Linked DNA regions of Gossypium hirsutum: all the other regions are linked to region 1. A link is a contact called in public Hi-C data. All regions are on one chromosome and are shown on one strand. The core of a region is the stretch at or near the end of the contact, and the rest is flanking DNA. Distances in the headings are between cores, read along the strand shown.

The links. A called contact is a pair of places that touch in the nucleus more often than the background predicts.
Region 2: a Hi-C map of leaf shows a contact between it and region 1, with 1.8 times the contacts expected there. The contact joins the promoter of LOC107953004 here to the promoter of LOC107953000 in region 1. A contact is called at or near these places in 9 of 34 Hi-C or Micro-C datasets (anther, callus, leaf and 2 more).
Region 3: a Hi-C map of leaf shows a contact between it and region 1, with 2.9 times the contacts expected there. The contact joins the promoter of LOC107956486 here to the promoter of LOC107953000 in region 1. A contact is called at or near these places in 5 of 34 Hi-C or Micro-C datasets (fibers, leaf and petal).

What each region holds. Positions count from the first base shown.
Region 1 is chrA07:29,384,401-29,389,191 of Gossypium_hirsutum_v2.1, forward strand. LOC107953000 (CBL-interacting serine/threonine-protein kinase 9) reads right to left here and starts at 2,390. Exons shown (of 14, transcript XM_016888222.2): 1 at 1,996-2,390; 2 at 1,630-1,692; 3 at 1,457-1,528; 4 at 1,224-1,331; 5 at 1,037-1,117; 6 at 761-814; 7 at 543-668; 8 at 375-464; 9 at 92-214. The coding sequence starts at 2,187.
Region 2 is chrA07:29,136,349-29,141,139 of Gossypium_hirsutum_v2.1, forward strand. It overlaps LOC107953004 (RNA-binding protein 24-B), which reads left to right and starts at 2,105. Exons shown (of 6, transcript XM_016888229.2): 1 at 2,105-2,705; 2 at 2,802-2,931; 3 at 3,262-3,379; 4 at 3,543-3,579; 5 at 3,676-3,907; 6 at 4,034-4,791. The coding sequence starts at 2,490. The coding sequence ends at 4,251. It overlaps LOC107953005 (60S acidic ribosomal protein P1), which reads right to left and starts at 2,040. Exons shown (of 4, transcript XM_016888231.2): 1 at 1,899-2,040; 2 at 1,665-1,744; 3 at 1,270-1,488; 4 at 941-1,167. The coding sequence starts at 1,736. The coding sequence ends at 1,114.
Region 3 is chrA07:29,551,021-29,555,811 of Gossypium_hirsutum_v2.1, forward strand. It overlaps LOC107956486 (transcription factor MYC2), which reads right to left and starts at 2,390. Exons shown (of 1, transcript XM_016892137.2): 1 at 477-2,390. The coding sequence starts at 2,232. The coding sequence ends at 724.

The DNA of each region.
Region 1 (4,791 bases), core at 1,140-3,639:
AAATATAATAATATGCTATTTTAAGAGATTATGCTTATATAAACCTCATTTCCTAGAGAAACAAAGCAGGCACATGACAAAAATGTCTTACCCTTGAGTCATTAAAAGCTGCATCTACATCATCAAGATTTACATCCTCTTCCTCCTCAAATTTGGGTGGTTTGTACCCTTTCTTGAACCATTCATCGTTTAAGATATCATGGATAGTTATACGCTGCAACAAATAATGTCCAGTGTTTCAACCGAGAGCATGTTCAACTATAAGAAGTTACAGTGTTTAAAAAAACAAAAGAAAGAGATAAAAGGAAGTTAATTGCTTAATATTCTTATTATCATTCTGTAAGTCTCAAAGCATGACTGAATTCTGAACTTACTGTAAGAGGGTTTGGATCAAGAATACGCTTTATGAATTTCTTTGCACCAGGTGAAAGCCATGACGGACAAGTGAAATCGGCCTTCCCAATCTGAATTTCATCAAGATGTACCAAAAGTTTTAGTGAAGTTCTCATCTAAATAGAGAAGCCAATTCTGGGAATACTCACTTTGTTATACAAGGTTATAAGGTTTGGCTCATCAAAAGGCAAATAACCAGCCATAAGTACAAACAGAATAACTCCACAAGACCAAATATCAGATGATTTTCCATCATAACCCTTATCCTTAAGTACCTGTCAAGAAAAATGGGAGGTAAGAGGAAACAGAGTGAACAAAAAGTGGCAGCATTAAAGCTTATTGTCTCAATAAAGTCATGATGGAATACCTCTGGAGAAACATAATTTGGAGTGCCACATGCAGTGTGAAGCAATCCATCCTCCTACATTCCAAAAAATGTTAGAAAGGTTTGCATCTATACCATATTAAAGAAAAAGAAAGATTACACTAAAACAAAAGACAGTTTTTCCCTTTTTCTTTTCCTTCTTAATTGATATTTAGCATTTACATAATCTCAATTGCCAACTAAAAGCTTTCACCTGTGGCTATTATATTATAACTTTTTGTATCGAGAAACCATCCTAGCAAATGAGTAAATGCTTACCCGAACTTGCTGTGAGAAAGCACTCAATCCAAAGTCTGAAATTTTAAGAACACCATAGGAGTCCAAAAGAAGATTTTCTGGCTGCAAAAAATGAAATGAACATGTCACATATGAATCAGGAAGCAAAACCCAAGTTCCAAAGTGGAAAGCTTTTAAGCAGTCATCAATCAGTTAATTGAAGCTGAACCTTCAAATCTCTATGGTAGACGCCTCTACTGTGGCAGTAATCAACAGCATTAATAAGCTGCTGGAAATAGCTTCTAGCCTCATCTTCTTTGAGTCTCCCGTGCCTGGCCTATAAATATCAAAGATTTATTACTTTAAACAATAAACAGCTATTGCGAATAGAAACTCAATGAGCGAATTTATATAACATTTGCTTCATCTTCATTTAACTATAAATGCCCAACAAGTCCTTACAATTTTGTCGAAGAGCTCGCCACCATTAACGAACTCGATCACGATGTAAATCTTTGTCTTGCTCGCCATAACCTATGCATTAGAAGCAAAATTAAAGTAAAAAAAAAAATCTTATCAACAATGCAAAGCAGAGTAAACCAAACACCATAATTGCAGACATTAGTTTCATTTACCTCAAATATTTTAATGACATTGGGATGCTTGATGAGCTTCATCGTTGAGATTTCGTTTTTTATCTGCCCCGAATAAAATTGCAATCATTAAAAGAGAAAAAAACAAAGAAACGAAAATATTAATGATTGAATATGAAACAGGCGAACATATTTAATCATGAACCCAGATTCGATTTAATCCAACGTTTGACCTATAGACCCCCACATTAAACATGGTCCCACGTGGTTCCCTGTTTCCGTAGTAAAGTTTACGTGAGACCCCATGTTTATTGGCGGCGGAGGGAGATAACTGAAATGCAATTTTTTGTTTTTAAATTTAATGTTGTTTTAAAATATGCATGGTGGGACATTAGAAAGGGAGATCACCTGTTCGACCATACGGTGACGTAGAACTTGATCACGATCCATGATTTTGATCGCCACACACTGGCCGGTCTCGACATTCTCAGCGAACTTGACCTTTGCGAAACTCCCCTCACCCAGGGTTCTTCCCAGCTTGTACTTTCCTATGCGTGTTCTACTCAAGTGACCCTGCGATGTTTTCTTCTTAGTGCTCATTCTTCTCCTCTCGCCCTCAACCCTTCGATCCGATTTCAATTTCCTTTCGTTACTGATTTTCAAGATGGTTTTCTTTTAAATCAAAATTGCAAGCCCGGCCGAAAACGGTGAGAGGAATGTGAAGGAAAACAAATGGGAGAAGGGAGAGGGAGAGGGAGAGGGAGAGGGGAAGGAGGATGGCTGTTTGAATCAAAATGATATTGATGACGATGTTTATGATGCCATTTATTTATTTGCACTTTTTGGGAGGCTGGGGTCCACCGCTGATGACGTGGATCCGATTTAGTTTTACCGTGTCCCTTCCGTGGCCTTCGTAATTTTACCCATCTGTCTCTCCTATTTACACCTGATATTTGTTTTATTCTTTTTAGGGCAGAGGGGCACGATTAGAGGTGAAGATGACCCCCGTCGGATCTTAATATAATTTTATGCGGGTTTTTAAGTTTGATTCGGCCTGAGTTAAAATTTTGTTCAATTTTAATTCACGTAAAAATGTTAAAATTTAAGTTCAATTCAGCCCGTTTATATTAAAATTTTTATATAAAAATAAATTTTAGAAATAAAATACATCAAATATACTACAAGTACAAACATTAAAATAAATGTATTGTTATGAATATATTATTAAGTAAATGTCTATTTCATTTATACTTTTTATGCTTACAAATAAAAATTTTGAACAAGTATTATATTGATCCCATTGATCAATAAAATATATTTTCTATTACTTCCCATATTTTTTTTGTTCTTTACACTCTCTATCTCTCTTTATTTTATAACATGTATAAATTTTTAAAAAAAATTATTTACACTTAAATAACCCTAAGATAGTTGCAACTTAGTAAACAAATACCTCTAAAATAATAATAATAAAATAAGAGTTATACAATATTCAAACAATAACAATAAAATAGTTGTAATATAATAGCGAAATAGCACCAGAACTATGACAAAACAACAACAAAAATAATGAAGACAGCAACAAAAGCAGCAGTTTTTTTTATATTTTTGCAAATTCGGGCCAAGCTAAGGCCAAAAAAGCTTACCCAAGACTCGATCGGTTTAGAAAACAGGCCTCATTTTTTTGTCCAAGTCTATTTTTCAGACCTATATTTTTATTTAAACTCTTCCACTTTCTCAGCCCGACCCATCATCATGTCTAGGCACCGAATTGAACTGAATTAGTATTAACTGAATTAATCGAACTTTTTAATCTTTTAAACAACCAAACCGAAAGATTTCGGTTAATTCGGTCGGTTAACCGAATTAAAATTACATATAATTTATATTATTAATTATTAAGTTCGATTAATTACCTAATTTCGAACTAAATTAATTGATAATTAAATTTCTAAAAAATCATTAACCAACTTCCAATCAAATTAAATCGATTAATCAACCAATTAATTAAATTAAGTGGATTTGATTGATTACACCCTAACCAGGGACAAAGCACAGGTATCCTTAAAAGACAAACTGTACTGTGCCATTAACATTGTAATTCAACAAATAACAAATTATAGCGTAATATGGCAGGAGTCAAATCCAAATAAAAATATCCATAAATATAATGATCACGCTTAAATTTTGAATCCCTGTTACAATTTATTTGTTTTTAGGATAAGCCACAGCACATCATCTTAAATAGTATATTTTTATTTTCATCATTTAAATTTTTTTATTAATTTAATCACTTTAATTCAGATAATTATTTAAATTTTTCATTACCGTTAAAATTTTCATTAATCAACGAATTGACTTGATATTTTTTTTTTACTTTTAATTAAAGCTAGGGACTTCTCTATAATTAGTCCAAAACACTTTTTTGGGGTTTATTTGTAACTTGAAATTTCAATATTGGTACCATTAACATTTGAATCATCTTTAAGAAGAGGGAATCCAACAACAACGACAATGAACCATGAACATGACTAGGGCTGATAAAAAAATCGACCACATTGAACATTGATCTGAACGAGGGTATTTGGATGGTTTACAAAATGCAAGTTCAAAAGTTGTGGTTGTGACACACTGCACTCGATCCGATCGTTGGATTCAAATGTGAAATATCACGTTATGTTGCCAAAGCAACTCATATCAATCAATATTAAAAATCCATAAAGTTAAATCACATAAATACATATATTTAATCTAGTCAATTAGAATTTAGGAAGAGTCTAATACAAGATTAGGAATCGAATCCAAATTCTTTTTGTCAAGTTTTAACAATATGTCTCGAGACAAGACTCATAAAAAAATTTGAAAATTTGCTTCAATGTTTATATTTCTCGAGATAATGAAGCTTATGAATCGAGACAAAAGTCATCAAGTCTTGAGACTGGGTCTCAACACAGGCCTCTTATATTTTTCTATTTCAGCTTCATTGTTTGCAAGTCTCGAGGCAAGGAGTTCTTGTCTCGAGACCTGGAGCAGGGCAAGAGTTATCTAGCTTCAATGTGCTCTTGTCTCGAGACAAAACCCACTAGTCTCAAGACCTAAATTAGTTTGTCTCGAGACCAATTTGACATGTCTCAAGACATTAATTGAATGCATAATAAGCTAAATATTTGTTCTAACAGTCTCAAGACATACTCTTATTGTCTC
Region 2 (4,791 bases), core at 855-3,354, 250 kb before region 1:
CTTGTGTTCCCTTTTAGCTTCATTTCCATGGTTACATGATTGAAACATATTACAGATGTCTGACGCTCCATATATTCAGGTAGATTGCGAGAATTGATGCCCAATTGGCCATGTTACAGGAAGGACCAGGATAAATACGCTTCGCTTCTACTTGTTTCAGGTGTCTGTTTTGTGTGGTCTTTGCAAAATGAACCCGCATCGGTGGTGACCTCATAATGCAACGACCCAATTAAACTATAATGGAAATGTTTGAAGGAATTTATATACATAAACGTCTAAACATGAACTTCATGCCTATCAATCTAGTACTAAATCAATGGTGTGATTGGCAATTAAAAGTCACTTTTATACTATAAACGAGTTTCGGGTATAGGGTAAAGCTGGATCCAAAATGATTTTGATCCAACTGCTGGAGAGGTTCCATGATCTGCATAACTAATCATTCTGATTAGCACTTAAAATCAAAAGATTTTGCGTGTAATATCCAGCAAATTTATGTATTTTTTAAAGGAATATCCAGAAAGAATCAGAATGAAATATTGGTGAAGAAAATCGTAAAGATGGAAAGTTGAAAAAGTAGAAAAATACAAAATGAACATATGATTAAAAGAAAACAAAATTTGAAAAATATTGTCTTTCAGCTTTTCGGTTCTTTCTTTCTGCCCTTCCATTTTACTACTCTTTTTCTTCTCGTCCTACTTTTCCACTCTACAATAGATAATATAGAAATTCACTACAGTTTATTTCTTCGTATCAAATAGCTATTCCCAACAACTGATAATTTCAGTTGGATCAAATCAAGAGATGTCATCTATAAGCATAATGAACCAACAATCAAAACCAACACAAAAACATGCATTGCAAAAGAATAAAGCAAATACCATTCAACACTCAATGAAGAATGAAACAAAAAAAAAAAGGTCAAATATACTTGTATAAATAAGAAAATTCAAACTTATAATTCAAAAAGGAAGCATTCATCAGTGTCACTTCATTTAAATTAACACTTCTAATTAAGAGAAAAATACCAAAATCAATAAAACTCAAAAGAGTTAGTGTCATACTTAATACGCTAAACCCGTAGTCGGCTGAATCACACACTAAAAGGAGTTCCTAATCAAACAAACTGAATCCCATATCATCATCACTCTCTTCCTCTGGTTCCTCCTGCAAATAGCCAAAGAATCACATATCAGTATAAATGGTGCAAGGAAATAATAGAGACAAGGATATCACATCCACTTATTTATTCGTAATTTTTAATTCCACCTTCTTCTTTTCCTCTGCAGGAGCAGGAGCAGCAGCACCGCCTCCACCAGCAGCTGCAACAGGTGCAGCTGCAGCGACCGGAGCACCACCAGCAGCAGCACCAACATTGGTTATGAGATTCTCAATGTCGCACTTCTCAAAAAGCTTAGCAAACAAGCTTGGCCAATAAGACTCAACAGAGACATTGGCAGCTTTAACTAGCGCGGCAATCTTCTCAGCCTATTAATGACAGTTAAAGAACCCCCCCCCAAAAAAAAAAAATACCTATGTTCCCATACAAATTGGGAATCTCTCAACAACAATAATCAAATTCCTATTTTCCAATAATCCTATCAAAGAATTAAAAAAATTAAATAATAAATCATACAACCCTAAATTATTTGCATAAAGGATACGGTGATGGGGATGCCATCATCATAGAGAATCAAAGCAGCATAAGAGCAAGCAGCTTCGCCAACCGAAGACATCGTTTATGCTATTAGAATTAAACCAAATAAATAAATAAATAAAGCAATTAAAACACAATCAACGTAAAGATTTACATCAATACCGAAAAAAGAACAGAAAGGAAATTCAAATTTCCCAAGAAACAAACAAGAAAAGAAATGGAAAAAAATCAACGAATTTACCTGAAAGATGAATATAGGAGTGATGGGTTATCGGCAAGCTGTGCAGCGCCGCTCTGAGATCAATATGTTGTTAGGGTTTTCTCTATGACTTTGAGGAAAAGGGTTTTAAAGGGAAAAAAAGAAACTGTAAATTGGGCTCCTATGTTTTCGGAGGCCCATTTAACCAAACAATAAAATAAAATTATCGTGGCTGTAAAAAAAGTGGCAGTTATATAACATTAGGAAAAAAAACAACAGCTAAAACAACGAACAACAACAACAAAAAAGAAAGAAAAAACAACACCGAGAAAACAAAAAAACATGATACACGATTGCACGAGTGCTTGAAGAAGGCCAAAGGGATTTTTTTTTTTTAAAAAAAGGCTTTTGGGTTTGATTAATCACTGATGTGATCTTCCATAGAAACGACTCTCCAATATCAAAGTTCACTTTTTTTTTTTGAAAAAAAGAATTCTCCATTTTTTAACCACTCTATATTTGGCTTCTGGGGTAGTTGTTTGTTTTGTTTTTTTTTTTTTGTGGGATTCTTAGCCATTTTCTTTCATCTCTGTTTCTCTTTTTTATTTGGGAGATTATTCTGTGTTTTTTTACATGTCTCAACAAAGGCAATTTCAGATGGTGGGTGGTAGCAACAATCCAGGAGCAGGGCAGTACAATGACACAACTTTTACGAAAATCTTTGTTGGTGGATTGGCTTGGGAAACTCAAAGAGATACCATGAAGCGTTATTTTGAGCAATTTGGAGAGATTATTGAAGCTGTTGTTATTACAGATAAAAATACTGGGAGATCCAAGGGCTATGGCTTTGTAAGCTTATTCATCCCTTTCCTTAATATGTATATATACATATCATTCATTCCATATGACAATTAGAAGGTGATTATCCTTATTTTCCATTTCCAGGTTTCATTTAAGGATCCAGATGCAGCCATGAGAGCATGTCAAAACCCGTCTCCTACCATTGATGGAAGGAGGGCGAACTGCAATCTTGCTTCATTGGGTGCACAGAAGACTCGTCCACCACCACAACATGGTTTTCTTTCTCTCTTTTTCTTTTTAATTGTATTGGTTCTTGTTGAAATGTCATTTCCTTATCTCAATACCAACTCTTTATGCATATGTTAAATGGTCCTGGCGAATATTCACTTCAATATTTGGGGTGAGGAAAGTTATTGTTTGATAATGATATTTCAAAGGATCAAAAAATCCTCCTTTTTTTTTCCTTTGTTCATTCTGAAGATGTGTTTTTTACCATATTGGGAAAACATTTCATATTGGTCAATGCGATCTGGTAAACTGAAAAGTGGATCTAAAAACTAGAGTTATGAAACAATTTAATTTAAGATGAAGTCAATAAATGCAGGAGCTGGACGGTTTAGACCAGCACCTGGGTTGATGGCATCGCCTGTTTATCATGGTTCCTCATCAACATTCATCCAACAACCTAATAGTCAATATTCCATTCCATACTCTGCTTATGGGTGAGTTCAATTATTTTAGAAATGAAATTCAATGGCATTGCCTGCATGAATCCCAACTGGTTAAGCCTCAATGGCATTTCTTATTTTAACATGCATTTTAGTACTCTTTATTGCTTCATTTATCTCCTTTCATCATCCTCATTCCCTGCTTGGTTACTTTCAGGTATACGGGATACTCCCAAGACAGTAATTATCCTTTGGTTAGTGTTTATAAACAGAGCTTGAAAATTAGAAATAAAATAACAACAATTTCTTTGACATTGCTTTGATTAGCTAAATTTGATGGTGTTTTGCAGAACTATTATAGTTTGTATGGAGGTCAACAGTTCTCACCTTACTACACTGCCGGAGCATCAATGACACCCGGAATGTTTCATAATTTTTATCCATTTTATGCTCAATATGCACAAAATAGCCAAGCTCATGGTTTTGGTGTCCAATATCCCCAAATGCTACAGTATCCTTATTTGCCTCAGCAGGGGATCCTATCACTTCCGTCTTCAATGCCTTCGGCAATAACTCCCACAGGTGAGGATTTTACATATCCGGAGAATGTTTACATAGTCCAGTCACTTTCTCTCTTGGTTTATAATATCTATGGCAAGACAACTTTAATGCAACATTCAACAGTAAGTCTGCCGACAAATTTTGCAGCAACTACAACTACAGCAACTGTGACAACAGCAACAACGACTACAGCAACTACGACAGCAGCAAGAACAACTGTGTCGTCATCGGAGACGGCAAAAACAACATCACCGACTACAGAATCACTACCCCCTGCAACTATAGCAACAACTGGGGTGGTGGGATCGGAGTCAGGTCCTTCACAAATTTCTGGGACACCTACTGAAAAGAAAACATCAAGTTAATTTCTGTTGAGGGATGCAGCGTCTTTCACAATACAATCAATGATGTTTTGAAAGGGAAGCAAAGGTAGAGAGTAAACGGAAACAATTGAATAACAACGAATACAACAAAGTTTATTTGAGTCAAAAGAAGGATGCTTCATGCCCGACCACCTAGCATAACAAGACATGGAACTGAAAGAATTTTAGTAGGGGATTGTTGTTCATTCATGGAACGGGCATTTTAGATGTAAAGCTCGCTCCACTAACTGTTTACAGTTCATTATCTATTCGAGTCACCGATTCATCATACATGTTTGGTATAGGACAGTAGGGAGAGTCTGAATTAGTTGTTAGCATTAGGAGAAGAAAATCATATTCGTTCGTGTATGCATGTGCATGAGGTGGAACCTAAATATTGGCTTTGGATTCTACCTTACAAATGATTTTGTCTCGGCTGCAAAAAGCATCCGATGATAATCTTGTTCATATTTGTAGCAAAGTGGTTCAAAAGATTGATTTTGTATCTTTGAACTCAAATTTGATTTTATTGGTCAAGTAAAA
Region 3 (4,791 bases), core at 1,140-3,639, 170 kb after region 1:
AAATATTATGCTTAAAATGTTAGGACTCACAATTTTTAATAATAAAAATATCAATTGAATTAACAAATGAAGTAAAAACCTAAACATAAATATGATTAATTAATAAGCACATGTTGTTGACACATTAACAATATTTAAATTCATCATGTATATTGCATTATATTTTTATTTATTTAAACATTCCTATCAAACATTTACGTCGTAATCTATACATATATTTATACAGTAACAGTTCATAAATGTGGTGTGGTTTATAATTAATTGTTATTTTGAAGTTGCTTGGAATGATTTCATTTACCTGATTTGGAGTGAAATAGAGGCATTTTATAGGTTTACAAGCACACAAAGCTGATATTTTGGTGAAAATTCAAGAGTGTGAACAATTTAGACCTGGGGAACAGCAAGAAGAAAAATACGTAGAAGGAATTGGTGAAAAGGAGGCAGCAAGAAACGGATGAAATAAAGCAGGCAAAGAACAAAAAAAAAAAAAAGAAAAAAAAAGGGCAAATTACAAATTGTTGGAAACATATTTGCTCATTTTATCTCTTAATTATACAAGACAAAGCAGAAAACAAACCCAAAAAGGGAAACCACAGGACACAAAATACAAAACCAAACCACAAATAAATAAAGAGAGTGAGATTTGGCAAACCAACAAAGCGACAGTAGGAAGAAACTAAAGCATTGAAAAAGATGTTCACGTCACACACTTACTAGATAAACTTAGTGGTCTAGCCTCCTGAGAAGAGTAGATTTGAGGCCTTGTTCATTTCTGAGTTCAAGATCAGGGACGTTGACTACGATATCCTGGAGCATGGTCTCGTTAACACACGACATGCTTGCATGATGGATCGGAAACTCCAGATCACGAAGGGCAACCATTAACCTAGTAACTGGATAGTTCATATTCTCTGATTGAACCCTAATCATTGCATCATTCCCCATGATCTTGATATCAAATTCAAGGCCCACGCACCCTGCTGTTGCAGGGGATGGTGAATTATCAGGCTTTGCTGCTTCCTGTTCCACGGAAGTGGTTGTGCTTTGGTTATCCGTAACATCAACCATTTCTACCTTAGGTTTCTTACACTCCCTCTGAAGCTGCGATTCCAGTTCTTCGACTTTCGCTTTTAGCTCACTGATGTATGAGACAGCGTCAGATAAGAGCGATGCTTTGTCCATGCGCGACACGTTCGGGACTACGGCTCGGAGGGCGTAGAACCTGTGGTTCAGCTTCTCACGGCGTTGCCTCTCAGCTTCCACGTGGTTCAACGGTGTCTCTCGTCCAAGTCCGGGTTTCCTTCCACGTTTCTGTGGGGTTCTCTGCTCTAAATGACTCATGGCAAGTGATGGGCGATCCGTGTCAGAATGCTCCGAGTCCACAGAAGAAGATTGCCCAAGTTTTGTGGAATATTTCTTGGTTGGGTGGTTGTGGTGTTCTTGCTTGGTTTCATTAACAGGACCTACATTTTCTTCTTCTTCTTCAACACCGGAAACTATACCCATGTCTGCAAAAGAGATGTTTCTGTCGAGGAAGGGGATTGAAGGTCGGGTTAGAGTTGGATCTGTACTTGATTGCTTTTGTAACAAGTCAATGGGATCAGCTCCGAAAATGGATTTCACTTGTTGGACTAAACCCCAATTTTCACTGATCATTTCTACGGATCCTAATTCAAGAACCCCGCAAGAAGTTGGTATACAGACCATCGTCTCAATGCCATGCATTTGTGCTTCTATAGCTCTTTCACAGTTGTAAAACTGCAAAGCATGAGCACCGGTTAACCAAACCAGAGAGCCAGTACTTAGAGCCATGCCTGGAATCCCTTCTCCAGCAGGGAAAGATCGAGACAATGACATCACGTAGAACCATTCAGCATCACTGACCCCGGTGGTGCCGTCCATCATCGACACATCTACCTCATGGTTATCTCCGATGAGAGTTTGGGCTCCTTTCATCTCCTTTCTTCTTTCATTTTCTAGGCACGAAATGTTGGCGCTTAATAATTTTGGAGGCGTACCTTTGGTGGTGCCTTGAAAATAACCATCTCCCCAGCACAAAAACAAACGACCATGTTCATCGTTTGATGTCTGCCAAAATATAGCATATGTCCACCAAATTTGCTGGCTTTGTACCACAAATTGGAGCCTCTGCTGGAGAGTTGAAGGTGAAGTTTCCTGGGTCATATAGACCAGTGAAGAAGATGAAGATGGAGAGATTATAAGTTCTTCCATGGCTGACCGATACAAAAAGAAGGAAAACAATACACGAGGGAATCTGAAAGGCAGAGATTTTGGAAGTTCTTTACAACAAATAAGCCATTAAATCATCTTAAATTTTACAAGGAAAAGAAAAACCAAAAGAGAATACGGGGTGCATTGGACAAAAAAGGGGGATGGAGGAGGAGTTTATAAGCTTTGTAACTTATAAGGTGGGGGCCACAAGATCCTAAAATCCTCTGCATGCTCACCTATAAGCTTTGTCCACTTTTCTTTGTTCATTTTAACAGTAAGACTGTGACGTTAACTCGTTAAGTTTTTTCGTGTTTATTTTGGCTGTGTGAAATGATTTTAGGTTATCAAGTTGGAATTATTAACCTGGAATTTTCGATAACAGAAACTAGCATATTAATCTCAATCATCCTAGCAGCATAAAGGAAAGAGGGATTTGTTTCTAACTTGGTGTTCAAATTTTGATTAAAATTAAATTAATTGATTGAATCGATCTAATTTGATTAATCGATCTAATCAATCGGAGGTCAGTTAAAATTTTTTTAGAATTTCGGTCAACGGTTAATTTAATTCGAAATTGAATAATTAATCGCATTAATTGAACTTAATAACTAATATTATATATTATATGTATTAGATTATTATTAATTCGGTTAATTCGGTTAATCTGATTAAATAAACCTTAAAATTTTTTTTATATGTTTCATATTTATTTTAACAATAAAATAAAATGTATAAGTTTTAATTAATTCCGTTAATCTAAAGAATTAATTTAAAAAATAATTAAAAAATATTTTAATTTTATTAACAGTTAAATAATTAAAAAATTCAACTAATTTAATTAATAGTAATTTGATTTGAATATTGTGAGTAAAGTTAAAGGAAGAGATAGAGTAAAGATTTTAGTGAAAAGATTAAAAAAGCACATGTTTAAATATCGTAAACGTCACATGTGAAGAGATAGAATAAAGGGCAGACATTTGGCACCACTTGCACGTGTATTGATAGCGACAGGTCTAGTGACTACGATGCGTATGGGCTCCTCGTTATTTGGCATCACACACAATTTATACATCTTTTAACCCAATCATTGAAAACTGAAAAAACTCATTAATGTATTATTATATACCAACAACCAACCATACTTAAAGAAATATCATACCGTACCATATTATACTTTTTTTCTATTACGTTCTTTATATTACACTATACAATAGGAGTTATTAAAATAGCTATATATAATAGACTGACACATATTTCGTAAAATTAACATAGTTTTCATATCATTTTCAAAAAAAAAAAAGAAATCTTATTTAATAAAAATTAATTTTCTGACCTTTATAATTAACCCTTTTAATATATTATTTTTAAAATTCAAATTTAAAATATTATTTGTGTAATTATCATCAAACCGTGTTATATTTATATTAGCTCAAGGCTTTACATTTGTGGATTGAGCGCTCCTATATCAGTGTCTTTTTATATTTCAGGTTTTTTTTTTATCGTTTATAATATTAAAAAGTAAAAATATTTCTCAAGGAAAAAGAGAATAATTAGTTACTTATATTATTATATCTATATAACTATATATAAAAGAAAGGTTTTGGACTAGAGGATAGGTTGAACTTAATACGGATGGAGCTGTATCGAGAAATAGCTCATTTATAGGCATCAGGGGAGTGTTTAGAAGTGCTGACGGTAAGTGGTTAGGTGGCTTTTCGATGAAGTTAAGAAATTATTCAATTTTCAAGATTGAGGTAAGAGCCTTACTTGAAGGCCTCCTTATATCATGAAGGAAAGGTTATCGACTGTTGGAAGTGGAATGTGATAATGCTCTCTTAGTTGAAGTGATTTTAGCTGGCAGAGCTGTAGATTATCATTTCACTGAAATGCGTCTTATCCATCATTTATTGAGTTGGAATTGGAAGGTCATTGTTTGTCATATTTCGAGGTCGCAAAATACAATAGTTGATCATATAACCAAGTGTATGGCGACTAATTCTAAAAAAATTTATTGGTTTGAAGAATCACCGCAATCAACTAAAAGTTTAATTGAGGCGGATTATGTTATTACTTTGAGTCACTAATGTAATTTTTTAAGTTTTTCACTTTAGACTGTCTTTTTTTCCACAAAAAAAAGGAAAAAAAGAAAGGTTTTGGATACTTACCCATGCTCTTTCTTCGTAATATCCAAATAGTTAATATAATTAAATTTTCTATTAAAATATTACATGATTATATATAATTTAAATATTTTAAAAACAAACACATCTTTTTTTTTTGAGAAATATTGGGCTGTGATTTTATTAAAAAGTAGTCAAAGAAACAACTAGAGGTGTTCATGGGCTGGGTCGAGCCGGGCTCAACTAAAAAATCATGCCCATTTATTGGGCCTGGCCCGGCTCGCCCGTATTAATTTTTTACATTATTTTTATATTATTTTTAAATATATATAATACATCAAAAATACTAAAAACATCAAAATAAATATTTCCCAACAAATTGAAAATAAATTTTAAAAAATATGTAGACTTAAATAACATAAAGATAGATGCAACTTAA